Regions from separate parts of the Bombyx mori genome. Here region 2 is linked to region 1. Evidence: chromatin contacts called from public Hi-C data. All regions are on one chromosome and are shown on one strand. Each heading gives the region's core, a stretch centred on a gene start, on an enhancer-like site or on the middle of the called end of the contact. The rest is flanking DNA. Distances are from core to core; before and after follow the strand shown. Region 1 overlaps LOC101741393. Region 2 overlaps LOC101741393.

Evidence for each region. A called contact is a pair of places that touch in the nucleus more often than the background predicts.
Region 2: a Hi-C map of posterior silk gland shows a contact between it and region 1, with 1.6 times the contacts expected there. The contact joins two enhancer-like sites. A contact is called at or near these places in 2 of 7 Hi-C or Micro-C datasets (posterior silk gland and whole pupa).

Annotation. Positions count from the first base shown.
Region 1 is chr18:4,334,435-4,337,126 of ASM3026992v2, forward strand. All of the region lies in intron 2 of LOC101741393, which reads right to left. Among protein-coding and RNA genes, the nearest start is that of LOC119629860, 29 kb to the left of the region's middle. Within about 2 kb of position 1,312, at least 5 of the 8 cell types and tissues checked have open chromatin away from gene starts, as enhancers often do.
Region 2 is chr18:4,390,603-4,393,294 of ASM3026992v2, forward strand. The region is part of intron 1 of LOC101741393; the gene reads right to left. Among protein-coding and RNA genes, the nearest start is that of LOC105841974, 10 kb to the right of the region's middle. Within about 2 kb of position 1,384, at least 3 of the 8 cell types and tissues checked have open chromatin away from gene starts, as enhancers often do.

The sequences.
Region 1 (2,692 bases), core at 62-2,561:
TTTTTATTTTTTTTACTTATCCACATCACTGTACAAAAACCGCATATAAAGTGGCATATCGATAGGGTTAGTTCCCCTAATGGCGGCATAAATAATCATGTCGAGATCTTATCAGAGGAAAATACGACGCCGCGCCGGGAAATAGTTTCCAGGCGTTGCCCACCGCTGGGAATTCTAATTAGGACGTTTGTTATGCGAATCGAAAAAATGCAGTGAACCGTTCAAAGGAATTTAATTAATTGAAAATGCCTCAACATCGGTGCAGATGTAGTTAGAATATGTATGTATTGGTTTTGAAGCGTGACTATTTTTATATTACTTATATATTCTCCAGTACACAAAAACTCACACATGTTATATTATAATCATAAATAATAACAATAATAACTGGGAACAAGTCACGGCCCCAAATTAGGATTCCCGGGCACAAGTGACTGAAATACATACTTACATACGTTTAAATATATACTTACATATACATATTTTTTTTATTGCTTATATGTGTGAACGAGCTCACAGCCCACCAGGTAATAAGTGGCTATTGGAGCCCATAGGCATCTATAACGTAAATGCGCCACACACCTTGAGATATAAGTTCTAGGGTCTCAGTATACTTACAACGGCTGCCCCGCCTTTCAAACCAATCTACATCTACATCTAAATACATCCATATCTACATCTAAATAAATCCATAAAAACAACAACATATTATTATTGTGTAGAAGCCGTAAAATATTCTAATCACGCCATATAAAACATGAAGCGTACAAAACTATGTCAATTACGCGCCAAAATAATAGCAACATAACAGAAGGTACTAATTCCATTTAGTTAATTAAAAAACGGCTGAAAGCTCTACTTTTTTATATGTCCAATGTGCCATATCTAATGGCATTTATTTACCAAGCGTCCGCCAATGCGGGCGTAGATGAATTAACACAAAGCGATTGATATCCGCATGTTGGTCAATAAGACAAGTACTAATGGCCAATGTAGGCGAGTATCTGTGAAGCTTGTGGCTCAACTTGCTGAATGGAGGCGAGGTCCTTTATTTTGTCCAGAAGAACCGACGCTGTTTCGAATTTAGATCCTCCTCCTCGCGTCGTTTCCTCACTGCTGAGGGTCGTGACCATTATAAGTCGACAAGATTTTGCTCCTTGTAATGTCCCGCCAGCGCCTCCGATCATTGGCCGAATTTAGATAAGCGGTGACAAAAAAACGAAGTTGTGGCCACTAAGGGAACAGCTCCGGCCAAAGTTAGCAACGTCCAACTTTAGCCAATTAGTTGTCCATACGTTGGCGTACTTTGTGCGTTGTTGGAACAAGCTATCGTTCGCGAGCTGCGAACGCTCAATGCGGACATAACAATTGGCTGGAACGTGAATGCGAGATAGGCTCCAGAACAAAAGACTTTTGATTACAATACTGCGTCTCGCAAATGCATTTTTTATGTAACATGAACTACACGGACGTATTCAAAGTTTTTGTATATCTATATATTAATACGTGAAGCAAAAACTTTGTATCCCTTTTTACGAAAATTGCGCGGACGGAGGAGTATGAAATTTTCTACACTTATAGAGAACAAAGAGAAGAAGTGCACAACGCTAAATTTTTTTTTTTTTTTAAATAATGCGTAAAAGATACATTAAATCAATAAAGAAAACATTACACACACTACATACCATTCATTTGACGCACACATGCATGCATACTATTTATTGTCAAACTTTTGTTCTTGACGTCTGTGGTCAAATTGAGAATAGATTAAATATTGTTTGTCTTTATTCATATTTTTATATAGCCTTGTAGCCTTGGCGAAATTTCTGATTATAGAAGTATAAAATACAATCATAATAGTGTACAAACTTACAATTCCAATTAATTATAGTCGAATTTCGACTACTGCGGGACCTCTAGTACATTTGAGATGTCTGATCGTCATTATTTCTAAATATTTATAATAAATGTATTGCAAGTAGTGTATTGTAATTTCAATTACTTTTCATTGTTAATGTGGGCAGAGAACTTTATGCAGTGAAGTGTACTAGAAGCATTTCTGAAGGCGAATCTAGATTCGCTGATGCGGTCTCACTATACGTAACATCATCCGCCAAAAACTATAACACGTTATCCGACAATACAGAATTCATGAGAGTTAAATTGTTAATTCGAATCTTAAATAAAGGGTCTGACAGCAACCGAATTAGGTCCATGAATAAAATCCTTTAAACCCTTGAAAATAATCCCGAAAAAGGACGTTTTAATCTAACATCAGCGACTGAACCCGGCAAACTCGTTTCTATTCAGTGAAGAACGTGCGGTAAACCCAATTTAAGCGATTGAATGAAGGGCGTGTTTTAAACAACAAAACGGCAAAGATTCATTACGCATCCACATTTCTAATCACCAGTCAGAGGCAGGGATCTCTTGATAATACAAAAAACCGTAGACTTAGCTGCTTACGATGTGGCACTTTCTCTTTATTTTTCGTTTTTAAATGAAAAAAAAAACACGTGTGGCACTCCGGGACTGGCGGGATAAAGCTATCGCATAGCATTTTTTATCAACTTATAATATCCAACTATAATTAGACAATAATAATTTAATATTAAAACAATAATAAAATAAGCATTATTTATGAACATTAACAAAAGCAAAACATTAACCTTCCCTTCACACTTATAAGCTA
Region 2 (2,692 bases), core at 134-2,633, 56 kb after region 1:
CCTATTCAATACAAACAAACAAACAAATCTTTCCTCTTTATAATATTAGTATAGAAATATAGATAAAAACCGTTTTATACAGCATCCGTTCGGTAACATACCACTCAAAATACAGAGTTTATCATTGTAATCAGGGTACAATGAAGGCCACATCACACATTTGTCCCGTGACCAGATATTATCAAAAAACCCGGGACCCTCCGTTCACAGAGGTTCGATCTGGAGACTCGTTTGTCAAAAATGAAAAAGGGTACCCTTGACAAAATAGGCCAGCTTTTTAAAGGGAAGTTTCAAGATACTTTACGCTTTACGAAGAACATATTTCTCAAAACCGACAAAAGAAAAATGTACTCTAATTCGTTATGCAGTTTAACAACGTTGTTACCTTTTTTTTCCTACTTAAGCTGATGGATTTGAGAGACCATATCAGCGTTACCTTAACTCATACGTGAGCTCACGGGGCTCAAACCTGACGATGTTGCTAACACGAACCCTAGCAAGAACCGTGCTTCGCAGAATCTATCCCTCGTATCGGAAACGCGACCCACTGAGAAGATCCGGCGAGAAACTCAGTGGGCCTGTGGTGTCTGTGGGTTAATTTACTCGCCGAGCCCTTCGTCGCAAGCGACGGGTTCGACGAGAACGATGACCGGTGCTTGGGGTACCTAAAAGCATCGTTTGTGCATCGGGAGGAACCGAATTGACGTGTTTGAGTAACGTCGACCATTTGGTCCGCAGGATCGGCTATGTAGTTTCCGGCTGCTACGATGAGAGGATTCTCATGTCGTGCCGCTTTATCGAAGTGGTTTTGTTAACGTTGTGGAAGCTTATCTACCCGCTACCATAAAAAAAAAAACAAATCAGTCCGTCTGTTAAATTCGCAATTAATGGTAAATATAAAACAATATAAGAATTATAAAACAAGATATTATTGATTAGAATACAATATTGTTCGATTTTTAAAATCTACTATTTTTTGCGGGTAGTCAACCGCTGCCTATAAGAGCCAGTGCGGAAAGGTCTCCTACATTTTGTGATTCGGTTTGACATGGTGTGATTTGTAAGCGCTGTTTTACTCTTTGATTTGTTCCTGGACTTTATTCTAATTGACAGAATTGTATTTCGAACATAAGGTCTGAGTGTAAAAAAACCTTATTGTTATAGATTGTTTAATGAGGTCCCTTTTAGGGGGTAATTGATATTTTTTAACAACTTTCCACGTCTGACCTAAATATATTGTAAAGTGTTAAGAACATTATCGTCGTCAAATAAATTGTACATACCTTTCCCTTAACACGCGTTGACATAACCTGAAAGGAAGCAGGTGGACAGCTAAGAGGGTCGATGAATTATAACTCGTCTAACAATACAAGAGCCGGCGCAATTATGGGAAACCTTACAAAACCGGGTCTCGCATTGTTGGGCGCGGTTTCGCCTCGAGGACAGATGTGTAAATGCATTCACGTTTTAGCAAGCAGCTTTTTAATGGAAGGAGTCCACTTTACACACGCTGTTGCGTGAACGTAATCGAGTTATGTAATAAACGAAAAATAGATTGTACACAGATGTGTAATTCAATAAGTCTTAGCTTAGAATATATCCTAGCTTAAAAGTGAAGACGCCCGGTGTAGTCGTATAGACCGATGCGAGCAGGCCGGACCTGTCCTGGTGAAACTGGAAAGGCCTCCGGGCCACCAGTAATCCTTCAATCCTATAAAAAAAAAGTTCAAATCACGCGGGGAGGTACCGATTGGTCTTCGGAAATACACACTTAATATGTGCTTCGAAAGATTTCCAAGATGACGAAATAACATCGTGAAACTAAAATTAAAAAGTCGCAAAAAGTTGCGTAATTATTAGTGGTAGATAGATACACTGTAAGCCCGCATAAGGGGGTACCACCATCTGGCCAATTTCAACAGCGAAGCAATCTCGGATTCCTGTTCGAAAGGTGTGACTGGATAACCGTTATAAGTCAATGGATACTCCAATCTCATGTTTCAGGGTGGGTGGCGACACTTACATGAACTGGACCGTGAGCTGATTCACCGATATCTATCTATACCTAGTCAGGTCATAAATTCTGTCACAAGTGTAATGTAAAATAATTGTAACAAGTTTATTCATTATGTAACCATTCATATACCAAAATGAACTTAACAAAACATAGATTCTTATGACACTAAAGTTTATTCAAAATGACCTCCGTGATTTTGAATACAGGCCTTCAATCTGCGCGGCCAGTCGTCTATCGCGGCGGCTGCCTTAATCAAGGATGTCTTGAGTGACTCCAAATTGGGATGAGGCTTTGAGCACGCCTTTTCCTCCAAGTGTTACCATATCTTGTAATCTAACGGATTCAAATCTGGACTGGAGGAGGGCCAGTCTTCGTGCCGGATGAAGTCGATTTCACGCGCCGCCAGCCAGTCTTGTGTGCTCTTCGCTCTATGAGCTGGCGCCGAATCTTGTTGGAATACCCAGTGCCTGTTATTGAACATGGTATGAGAAACAGGTTCCACAAGGTTCGTCAGGACTATATTTTGATACACGACTGCATTCGTTTTTACACCTTTCTCACAAAAATGTACCTACCTCTGTTAAGCCCCAATAAGAAACTCCCAACCATACCATGAGCGAGGATGGAAAATGACCTCGTTGGACACGCGGAATACGGTTGCTCGCTTCTTCACTA